3 separate regions of the Mus musculus genome follow, and regions 1 and 2 are each linked to region 3. The links are chromatin contacts, called in public Hi-C maps. All regions are on one chromosome and are shown on one strand. The core of a region is the stretch at or near the end of the contact, and the rest is flanking DNA. Distances in the headings are between cores, read along the strand shown.

Evidence for each region. Hi-C and Micro-C count contacts between places; a contact is called where the count stands out from the background.
Region 1: a contact with region 3 is called in a Hi-C map of uterus. The contact joins two enhancer-like sites. A contact is called at or near these places in 4 of 484 Hi-C or Micro-C datasets (nephron progenitors, uterus and ventricular fibroblasts) and 2 of 115 datasets of contacts at active chromatin or transcription factors (embryonic limb bud and embryonic stem cells).
Region 2: a Hi-C map of tail fibroblasts shows a contact between it and region 3, with 2.6 times the contacts expected there. The contact joins two enhancer-like sites. A contact is called at or near these places in 6 of 484 Hi-C or Micro-C datasets (Sertoli cells, embryonic fibroblasts, tail fibroblasts and 1 more).

Annotation. Positions count from the first base shown.
Region 1 is chr14:28,673,910-28,677,645 of GRCm38.p6, reverse strand. All of the region lies in intron 2 of Gm35164 (predicted gene, 35164), which reads right to left. Among named protein-coding and RNA genes, the nearest start is that of Gm35164, 26 kb to the right of the region's middle. Within about 2 kb of position 1,980, at least 20 of the 459 cell types and tissues checked have an H3K27ac peak or open chromatin away from gene starts, as enhancers often do. A contact at or near this core is called in uterus, where this site is marked.
Region 2 is chr14:28,729,043-28,733,124 of GRCm38.p6, reverse strand. No RefSeq gene overlaps it. Among named protein-coding and RNA genes, the nearest start is that of Gm35217, 67 kb to the left of the region's middle. Within about 2 kb of position 1,339, at least 9 of the 459 cell types and tissues checked have an H3K27ac peak or open chromatin away from gene starts, as enhancers often do. A contact at or near this core is called in tail fibroblasts, where this site is marked.
Region 3 is chr14:28,531,309-28,535,257 of GRCm38.p6, reverse strand. No RefSeq gene overlaps it. Among named protein-coding and RNA genes, the nearest start is that of Wnt5a, 28 kb to the right of the region's middle. Within about 2 kb of position 2,172, at least 30 of the 459 cell types and tissues checked have an H3K27ac peak or open chromatin away from gene starts, as enhancers often do. A contact at or near this core is called in tail fibroblasts and uterus, where this site is marked.

The DNA of each region.
Region 1 (3,736 bases), core at 731-3,230, 140 kb before region 3:
AAATCACCATGATGCTCAGTCCCAGGCTGATGCTACATTCAACCTCACTGTGCCCACCCATGAAATGGGAACACAAAGTTTGAAGTTTCAAGATTGCTTTAAGACCATCATGAGATGAAGATGCATTGGAATTTGTTCGACATGATGTTGGTCCATGAGGAGCTGCCCCTACCATTTTCAGCCCTGGCAGCAATGGATTTCCAATAGAATTAGTGTCCAAATAATTAGGTAGCCATAATAGTATATAGAGTACCAATAGTTGGTGATGGAGCTTTAAATACCTGATTACAAATCATAGCTCTATCCTAAGTAGCTATCTGGCCATAGGCAAATCATCATTGCTGCTTTTGTTGTGTCTAATGGCTTTACTCAAGAAACTCCTGGGAGATTTCTCTTCAAACTTTGCATTGCTGAAAAGTGGGATATGACTGGGAATAAGAGATGGGGCTGACTCCTCATAAATACCTCAGGACCTGCTCTCCAAACTATGTTCAAGCTAGGACCCCTTCTTTCTCAAACCTTGCAAACAGAGTATCTTTCAACAACAGTTAGGATTATGACCATAATATATTAAACAATGGGGGAAATGAACTTGAAATATAAACATTTAGTAAGCTATATGCACAGAGAAAAGAATCAGAGATTGGACTTTCCACTAAAATACGGATGTCCTCACCAGTCAATGGCAGTCGGTTGATGAATCCCAGGAGTCCATGCTACTCTCCGGCTCACTGTACAGGAAGTTATGACCGGGCTGAGACTCACATGGGAAGAGAAGATGGGGTGTATCCAAACATGGCTCCCCTCTAAACGATCTCTTTCCTTCCAGTGGAAGAGAAAGTCACAAGTCTGAATGGGGCCCTCTGAAGGCACATAGTCCAGTCCTGCTCTATATAATCCAAGTTTCTTGTTAGTCTAGGGAATAGTCCATTCATGTTTTTAGTATTTCTCTGTCTTGATCAATCTCACCACGGAAATCTTGGGCATAGTCACTGACTTTAGGACTTTTTCTCCATTCTTCGGGGTCTGCCTAGTCCTTTTGGCTACAGTGACACTTCTGGCAGGCGTTCATAAATGGGGCACAGAACACATATTCCCGTGTCACACGTCTAATCGGTCTGCATTTCTCGATCCTGCTTCCATAAGCCCTTTTTATTAATACATTTAGTCAGCACGAGGATTATGATTAGATACTCCTGTTTCTAAAACTTCATCCTGAGGATAAGGCAAGCAGGAATTTGCTTCCAAAGCAACTTACTGTTGCTACTTTCTAATAATTGAAGGTTTTAGGGCAGCCATTTCTCTTTAAGCTTCCCGATAATCCCAGCAAAATCCGCATGTCAGAAAGTGAGGGCAGCCCTCCTGCCTCACACTGTGTCTGTGTGTGACAAGGGTGCTGACTGAGTCCTGCTTGGCTTGAAGACTGGTTCAAAACAGGAGAACAAGCTGCGGGCAAACCAGGAATCCCACACAAATCCCCCCCGTAGAACCAGGAAGTGAGCAGCACGGTGGAAAATGTGCCTGCTTTTCTGCTTCCTTGTCCTTTGCTAGCAACCTAATGTTAGCTTAGGCCGGAGCCCTACGGAACTAAAGCAGGGAAGAGAACCACAAACTGTAGGCTGCGAAAGACCTTCACAGGAGGACACGGAATCGGGAAATCTCTTCACTGTACCAGATAACACGGTTTTGTCGCCACCCCCCTCCCAGCCTGATAATTATGGAGAGAGGTGAGAATTCCAAAAGCAAACACAGAGCTCTTTGGGATGTAAACTTAGCAGCACCAAGAACTTTTCAGGGTTCCTACCCTGGACAGGCCAGGAGACGGTACCCATTTTCTGAAGGGTGCTTCTCCCACAGGCAGTCAGAACAGAGCTATCTGTTGCCAGAAACCATTCATCAGACTCCAGAAGAGGCTGTCAGCTCAGCCTCCAGGCCTCCAGCCAGCCTGTCGGGATCCAGGCAAACGGCCAGAGTGTCAGGGGCTGCGGCTGGTAGCCAACCAGGACTTTGATGTCTAAGGGTTGGCCAGCTGGTATGTGAGGGTGGCCCAGAGGCTCTGAAATCATATGCCCAGCCTTGAGGGCAGGGGTTCTGAAGCAGGCTGGCCCTAAGAGTATCTCTAATAAAGACGGAGGTAGACATCTTATATTGTTAAAGAATTATTTGAATTATTTCAGTATTTGTTTTATTTAAATTTCCATTACACATGCTTTTCATTATACAACTCAATTAGTATATAGAAGTTTTTTTCTCTCCTTAAAATGTTTAAATGAACGTAATTGTTCAATTTGGAAAGATTACAATGCTTTTATTTAATTAACACTGCAATAAATACATCTCTCTGTAATGAACCCCATACTTTTAGGCCATTAACCATTCAATAAATTTGCAATATGGAAGGTCCTATATGCAGAAGAAGATAAATAAAGCTATTTCGTTGAATGTATGAGAGCTATGATGCTGAGCAGCAAATGACTGCATTTTGCTTCTCATCCCTGAGAGCTATACCTTGATCACAAACATATGTGCCTGCAATAAACACCACACATTTCCATTGCTATTTTGAACATGAGCTACACTGGACATTAAAGAAAACTTGTAGGGCATTGATGCTGAGTGTTCTCCATGGCACCTTCCCAACGAGAGGTTCTTCCAACATTGGTTCACAAGGGTCATCTGTCATGCGCCTTAGCAAACCTAGCCATGGCCTTCCAGAAAAAGAAAAAAACAAAAAAATCAACATCTAACCAGTCAGGCTTCCCCAGTCAGAGTGTACTCCTAGAAGCACAAAATTAAAGCCACTCCCTTCCTTAGATGCTCTGTGATGCACAACCATCCAAGACAGACCTCACAGCAACTAAGGACATGACTTCCATGGCAAAGAGCTCTCAGTCCTGTGTCCATTCCCTCTTCCCAGGGATATAATGCATTATAATTGCTGTAACATCAGTTACAGCTCATATTCTCCTCTCTTCACACCTTCAACTCCCCCTAGTATGGAGCCCTGAAAGGACTGAGTCCACAGCTGCTATCCAGCTTTAAATGCACCTCCCAAAAGCTAATTAGAGCATTAAAAAAATCCAAGAACTCACATGAGAATATTTCTTTCCCCAATCCATGTTGGGGAAAGAAATGTTATTGTATTGCAACTCCGGGAGAGCAAAGTAATCTTGAAGCCGAAGCCTTGGTTCTCAAATGCAGTACAATGGCTCAGGAATTAGCCTGACTTGGAACTAGCCCTCCCTTGTAGCAGGGCTGATCTGAAGGAGCATTAGCCATTTTGCTAGAAAGACTAAACCTGGGTAGTAAGGTTGGCATTTCAGTATAGGGAAAGAAGGACGCCAAGAACAAGAAGAGATGGAATAGATAGGGAAGAGACAGGCATGTATGACTCAGGCATGAGTGAAGCTGTTAAACAGATGCTTCCAACCATCTTGCACTCTGGACCACAGCCCCACCCACAGCAGTTCTGTCAGCCTCTCTCCACAGAATCCAACACCTGGTGAGAGGGTGCTGGCAAAGAGGCAGCTTTGAAATTGGGTGATATAAGCAAGTTTCTTGAGGTATTTGGGTTTGTAGACTAGTTTAGGAAATGGTGGATATTACACTGTCATGGACTACAGGGCACATAAATGGCGCTGGGTACCCACAAAGTGTAAAATGGATTCTGACTAAAGTCAAGGAAGCAGTCTGAGCCAGAGGTGAGAAAGACTGAGTACTCTGTGTGTATGGTGTA
Region 2 (4,082 bases), core at 90-2,589, 200 kb before region 3:
ATTTCCTCAACTGAAGCTCCTTTCTCTGTGATAACTCCAGCTGTGTCATGTTGACACAAAAATATCCAGTACACACACACAGCAGTACATGTGTGTATGTAATATAAGAAGAAAAACTCTGCATATACAGTAAAATATGTGTCCTGTTAAAATGGCATAAATTTACATAAACTTGATAATACATGGTATACTTGTATGCATATAACAACAGTTAATGAAAAAAGAGACCAAGAATTTGAAAGAGAGCATGGAGAGGCTTAGGAGAGGGTTGGAGCCAGGAAGTGGTGGCACATGCCTATGATCCCAGCACTTGGGAGGCAGAGGCAGGCAGATTTCTGAGTTCAAGGCCATCCTGGTCTACAAAGTGGGTTCCAGGACAGCCAGGGCTACACAGAGAAACCCTGTCTTGAAAAAAACAAAACAACAACAAAAAAAAAAAAAAAAAGAGGAGGAGGTTGGAAGGAAAGGGAAGGGAGAAATGATGTTATTATAATCTCAAAGATAAATGAAAAAATAAGCATATAAAATGTGAGATTGCAAACCTAAAAATAATGGCCCAGTATAGGGGAACGCCAGGGCCAAGAAGTGGGAGTGGGTAGGTAGGGGAGCAGGGCCGGGGGAGGGTATAAGGAACTTTCGGGTTAGCATTTGAAATGTAAATAAAGAAAATATCTAATGAAAAAAAAGAATAAAAAGAAAGAAAGAGAGAGAGAGAGAGAGAGAGAGAGAGAGAGAGAGAGAGAGAGAGAGAGAGAAGAAATGGGAGGAAGTGGCCATGGGCAGGACTGTGGAAATTCCTGGACCCAGAGAATTTGGGGGCAAAGTATGAGGCAGCATTATCTGGGAGTGCATTCCTGGGGGATCGAGGGCTTCGGGGAACAGTAGCTGCTTATATTTCAGAGGAGCCCAGGTTACTTCTACCTTCTGTGTAATTCCTCTTTTTACTGTGTTTAAGGTTCACTTTAACTGTACTTGTTAGATTGTTTTAATTAGGAAAAGGCTTTTTCTGAGAGGCACAGAAGTCATTGGTGTTGGAGAATTGAAGGAGGCATCAGAGGTATTAGATAATATGAGTAGCATTTGCACTTATGGGGACTAAAGCATTTCCTGTTATAACTGATATCAGCATTGTTCATGGAATTTGATATTATTGTCAATAATTTTTAAAATAAGAGTAATAAGATTTTCCACATAGACATAACACACACACCATATCCAGACATAGTAACTCTGAGATATGAGCATTAATATGACTACTCAAACCAGCTATTACTGCTTGTCTCAGGTCTTAGTGTATCCGTATCCCTGACTGAGATGGCAGGACAGCAGCTTCTGGCCCTCAGTCTGGCTAAGTCCACCACAACATTGGCAGTTTCTCAGAAGAAGCCCTGCCTTCTCTGAGTAAGCAGTAAATGTTTGAGAAAGGAAAGACCCCATGTTTTATGTCAGCTTATTTTGCATGTTTGACTTGCATTTGGGGATACACACAGGGTTCTGATAATGGCATCTGCTTTATGTTTTGATTATTCCTAAATGTGTGCTTTGATTGATGTGAACTTCTCAACTTTTGGGTGAGGTCTGCCATTCCAGCCACAAAACTGAGGTTTCCCTGAGAAGCCCAGCACAGGAGTAACGGGGTTCTGTGCCTAAGGATGATGTAAGCATTAGTGTATTCTGCCTGGTGCTGGCCCCTGGAAGCCACTGGAGTCTCTGTAGCTTGAGTCAGAGGTTTAAGCTCAGCATACAAAGTTGCCATGAATACCACATGTCTGCGTCTTCTCAGGACCCCTTGGTCTACCTCTCAAGGGCAAAGAGCAAGAGCTCAACTCTCCGTCTGTTGAGGATCAAGATGGACCCTTCCCCATTGAACTTTGTAAATTGAAAGGGATGCCTTCCACAGGTTCTTTATATATAAACTAGGAAAAACACAAGCTTTGAAAATAAATGAATTGTCTACACAGTAATTGCTAAGCCCAAGTCAGAAGAGCTTAAAGACTATAAAAGTTTGTTTTTCAAACAAATAGGAACCTGGAAGTGAGTCAATCCGGAAAGATGACAAACTTATTAAGCATTATATTTTTGGCAGGGAAAGGCAAGATGGTTCTAAAGTTCTGAATAGCAGGACATTAGGGAGTGATGTGCTCACATGCAGACAGAGGCTGGGTCTGGTAGAATAATTTGATTAGTAATGTCTGCATTGTGCATTGAAGGTGGTGGTGGCTAATGTGCAAGTCTGTTGTCCTCTTTAGATAGGATGGCTTTCAAGTTACTGAGATCAGCAGCAACACTAAAATTGATGTCACCAGCTCTGGGCCATTTTCACATGAACTTCTGATGTCAGATAACAGTTATCTTTACTCGTGACACTAGTTCCTCAGTTTTCTGTAGACATCCACAAGGCACTCAACAAAATAAATCAGCTTTCACTATAGCTGTAGCCACCCACAGTTAGCACAAATCCCCTGATCCAGCCATCAGTTATATAGGGCTATCCCCCATGCCAGATACCAGCTGAAAATCCCAGGGCACCCAGGACTTCTGACTGACTAGTTCTGGATCCAAGAAGTTCTTCCTTGGGACGACAGAAGAACTGGTACGGCTGAGCAAGGCTAAACCCAAGAAAATCTCAGACTTGAGAATGATAGGATGGAGCCATCTCCCTGCCAAACTACCTGATCTGGAACATATAACCATGACACCCCACTGAGAGGACCAGGACAATCAGTCATGTACCATAAAAACCCAGAGTTCTCCATGCTAACGAGGGTTCCAGACAGGCCCCGAGTGTTTAGGTAATGATCTCCCCTTCCAGTGAGTCCCTTTCCACATAAGGTCTTTGATCCCTCATTCACCCTGAGGAAGATATATGCATTCACATTCACCATCAAATAAAGCAGTTTGGACAGAGTCTGTCTTCTTTATCAAGGATCTCTGTTGGGGTGGGGGTTGGTCTTTGCCATAAAGAACCTAACTCTCCCAGAGAAGGCTTTCCTTCTTCCAGCCCCCCTGCACTCTCGGTACTCACTCAGAACCAGACTCGATTTCACCCCAGTCCGAGGCTCTGCCATCTTCTTCCTGCCTGGTGCTTAGGGGAAGCTCAAGGACCAGCAGAGGTCCCCAACTCTTAGCGGTCCCCATTGGCATCTAGGTATACAGGATGCTGGGAATCAAACCATCTCACCCCTGGAACCCCTATACCAGACTGCTTTCTGCTTCCCCTGAGTGGCTTGTCAGAGGTGCTCAGGCACCCTAGCTATGAGGCAGAGATGCATCCTGACAGTATGGTAGATTTATCTCAGGAAAACCCTTTGCTTACAGTTAATCATTCATTATAAATGGTACACAAGCCTTACAATCAGGTCTAAGAGTCTTACAGGATAAAGTATGGATATAGTGGGAGACTCATAGACTTTAATGTCCTTACTGAAGCTTACCAACCCCAATGCCATCTGACCCATCATCTGTGTGGTTTTATAGAAATCATGTCAGTCCTTGGGTGACAAGCAACCTTAGCTTAGAGTTGCCTTCCCCAGGGTACATTTCCAGATAAAGAACCAAATGGGGAGGGAAGCTGAGGCTGTCGTTCAGTATAGAGTGCTCGCCTAACTAGTCTCATGCCTTGGATTTAGTCTCCTGCTCCAGAGTCAACAAGATAAAATTACAAAGAGAACCAAACAGAAGCCTGAAGAAATGTTAGAGGAGTTTTTAAAGAAAGAAGAGAACTAGGTAAAGAGAGTAGATTTAATGAGGAAGAGGAAATGGGTGAACTGGAGGCAAACAAGTTGCTTTGAGTCTTTGCGTGCTGAGGACTTCATTAAGGTGGGCACGCAATCATCTGCGGATCTCAGGTGTAAAAGTTGTGTTCCAGGAATTAGGCCAACTGGGGAGAAAGAAAAAAGTGAACCACACTGTATTACTGTCAATCTAAGTTTGCAGTCAGTTAAATGTCTGTTCTGTGTGGCTGGGCATCTGACATAGGAGGGAACTAAGCGTATTCACTACAGTGAGTTTACCTTTTAATGGTTTTGTTTTCTTTGTTTTTAGTTTTAGCTTTGGGTCAAGAAAACATGACTAATTGTATC
Region 3 (3,949 bases), core at 923-3,422:
GAACTTGGGAGCAAAAGACCATCCTGGTCTCTAGATATCACCAGATAAAGCCACAAGAGTGACATCCCCAAAGGAGATAGATTCGAAAATCATTAAAATTCAGTCAGTTCCCCACCCCCACATCCTCTTTTCCTCACTCCACCTCAGAACTATCTGTAAGTCTTGAAGGGTATCATCATACTGTTCGCTACAGGCAGGAGCACCTGGGTTCACCTCCTTCTCTCCACTAGCCCTGGGACTCCTGATAATGCTCCACTAACTTTGCTACAAATGTGGCAATTTTAGACTCTCTAAGTGGAATTGTATCCAGTGTTTGTCTTTCCACACCTGGCTTTTTTCACTTAGCTTAATTTCCTCCAGACTCACTTACATCCCCTCTCACAGCCTCAAGTCTGACTAATACTTTGTAAGTCAGTACCTCCCTCCCTCCCCTCCCCCGCTCCCCCCGCCCCCCCCACCCCCCCCACCCCCGCCTTGGTCTGTCCATCCGCTGCACACTGACATTGCTTCACGCCTTTACTGTCTTCAGTAGTCTTGACAACAATATAAATATAAATTGAAGATAAAAGAGCAGGTATTTCTTCGGGGACCTGCTCTTAATCCAGTACAGGGATGGATATGTGATAGGCTAGGTGAAGGAGCTTAGCCCTTAGAAACCAAGCTGGAGCCTCCATGTTCCAGCCCACCACCCCAAACAATGACTGCTGATTGAACAACAGGCAACAACCAATCAAGTCCTCTCATTAGGAACGTGTGTGTGTGTGTGTGTGTGTGTGTGTGTGTGTGTGTGTGTGTGTAATTCATTAAGAGCCAATGACTGGGATATTATCATCTTGAGACCAGAGCATTTGTGATTACCCACAAGTGACCCCCCCCCCAAGACCTGAACCTATTCTCATTCTTTAGTAGGAGTAGGCTGCTGGGTTCCCCCCAGGAAATTAAGAAAATACAGACTCCCTAGGAATCACTGTCTACACAGTAAATCTGCATAACCAAAAGGTAGGTTCTAAATCTGCATTTTGCTGATGTCATGTGTTAACTTAGAATCCATGGTGAAGGGGAATTCATGAATGCCTTGCTCTGGGCTCCTCCCTGGAGCCTAGACCTTGGTTCAGGCAGACCTTGCCATCATCATTTTGTAACCGTGGTCCCCACCCCACAGCCTGCAGCCTGTAACAACTGCTAACAGATCCGTAACTGAGGCAGCCAGAGCTTCAGGTCCTGCTGCTGCAGAGTCCATCTGTATAGTCCTGGGCCCTGCATCCTGTGCCTTACTTAGTACCCATGGCTGTCTCCCAGGCCATTGAAGACTCTTCTCTTGTTTCAGTGTTACAAAGGGATTTAGGTGTAGTGGAATTTGAAGCCAGACTGCCCTCCATAACAAAAGCCTGTCTTAAAAAGGAAAGAAAAGAAAAGGAAGATAGGGGAGTGGTGGGGAGGAAAGAAGGAAGAGAAGGAGGAACAACAAGGGAATGACCAATACTAAGACAGTGTCATAGTCTATATTCTGAGCAAATGGCTCTCATGGTGTGTCTGAAATCAGCACTGGTCAGTAGGCTTCTTGTGCCGGTGGGAGATGATGAAGGCCTGGCTGCCTTCTAGATGCTCACTGAGCATCTCATGTGTGCAGGTGCACATCTAGACCTGCACTCCTACACTCACAGGAAATCCTATAGCTATTCCGTCGTTTACTTTCGTGGCTATATTAAGCCCCTGATATGAGGCTCGATGCCCTGAAGAATGAACTGCTTTAACCATTCCAGCTCAGCTAGTCCCCACAGCTGCTGGTGGCTCTTGTCGACGCGACGCGACTGTTTTAGATACTTTGCCTAATTAATTGTGCAGAGTAGGAAACACCAGCTTAGTTTTAGTAAACCAGGAAATTGATACTCAGGGATGGAAAATGGCGTGCCTGAGGTCACAGGATGAGGCAGGGCAGGAATCCAAACGCAAACTGATTCTGTGACACACCATAACTACTCCGCACTTACACGCATGGGCGTGAAACTCTGATAGGGGATAAAAATAAAACGGGACCGTCCCATCTCTCCGGCATCAGCTCTGTTTTAGTTACAAAGCCAAAACAGAAAGCAATGCCAGAGGCAGGACCACACTATCAATTCCGCCTACCCATGTGGACTGCTGGCCAGCGGGCTTGGCGAGGAACTCCAGTCCTGGCTCAACACAAGCCTGTGGTCAAGCATGTTTTATTGCATGCCGAAACTCAAAGATTGCTCAGCCTCCAAGACCAGAAGTGATTGCAGGGCAACAAGGGAAGGGAGGCTAGAGACTGCCCCTCCTGGCTCTGAGAGTGGACACCCTGTCTGGCGAGTTGCCTTCTGCCTTCATAGAGCCCCGCCGCACCCCAATTCAGGGAGGCCCCATTGCCTGGGAAATGTCTCCAGTGTCTAGGCTCCCACGCCCAGGGGAGCCTCCATCTCTAACAGTTAGGGCCAGCCATTCAAATCATATTACACTGTAAGTGGTTCTACAAATTGTCAGCCCTAATGAAATTTAGCAAGAAGCAGCGGGAGAGGTGCAAACAGTTTAGAACTGGTTTCTTGGGTTTCGAGCCCCAAATTCAAGTGGTTGAAGCTTCTTATGGAAAAAAAAAATGCAGGGAGCATAAATTTCCCCTTGTCACTGGGGCACCCTCTTAGGGTTCTCTCTTTCCCAGTGCCCCACCCTAAATGGTACCAAGTCGTGATCCTTCCTCACAAGAGAAAGTCTGAGTGATTTGTTTACCCAGCTAAAGTTTTGGTTGGTAGAGGCCCTGGGGAAATGCAGAGGGGAAGAATAAAGGTGGAGAGCTTGGGCCCCAGCCTGGATTATGGATTTCAGGAAAGGCTCTGAGTGGGAAAACGTACCTGCCTGCCAGGAATCCCTCCAGGAAACCAGCCTGTTAGACAGGACCCGTGTTCTCTGCACTGCAAACAGTCTGGAGATGGCAGGCTGCAAGCCAGCTTCATCCTGCTCTCTGCCCACCACTCGGTAACATCCCCAGATGTGCTCTCCATGGCCGAGGGGTGGGTCATGTGCAGTTGCTACTTACAGGCTGCCGATAGAAGACTTACCACTTGTCGTTTATTGTGTGAGCACCACGTCCAGGCCAGTTGCCTGCACAAACCACTTCCTGGGAAATCCCTGGGAACCTATGCACAATGGCCAGGAACTGCCCCTTTCACAGATAAGGCCCAGGAAGGCCAAGAAAAGGGCCAGTACTCTATGGGTGGTTTTGAAACACAGAATGTCATGATTTGAGGGACAGAGCACCTGGATAGACAAAGAGAGGGCAAGGCACATGGGCAAATGGGCAGAAGGACAGAGGACAGAAGGACAAAGGCCAAACAATGTAGTCCAGGTTCCATTTGCTTCATTTGCCCATGTTCTGTTTCCCACCTCCAAATATGATCAGCTGGTTAAAGGAGAAGGCAAATACTCTTGACACTTTCCAAACCACTATGCACATGTTGAAGAATGGGGGTCCAGAGAAGGCACAAACTTTGCCCCAAAGCCACACAGCAAAATGACAGACTGTGATGAGCCAGAGCACAGACCAAATGGTTTGGGTCTAGGGACATGATACATGATGGTTCATGTGCAGAAGAAAATTCCCAGCCTGCTGTTCATGGCGCCCTCCAATGGAGGAAGGGGAGGGGAACAGCCAGGTGACCTCTACTGGACCAGAGTCCTTGTAAAATGTCAGGTTGTGAGAGTGTCTGGACTTCCCATGTTCTCCTGGGAACCTGACATCCTGGACATAGTGAATAGAAGCTGCTGTGGTCCTGGAGCCTGTGCTATTGTCTCTGAGCTTTCAGATGAGGAGGCTGATGCCAGGAGAGAGCCAAGAGTCTGCCCAGGAAGCACAATGGCTGCCTGCAGCAGATGCCTGGGATGCCAGGGTCCTGCTCCTGTTGTGTTCAGTTCCTGCTAAACTGGGCTCCAGTTT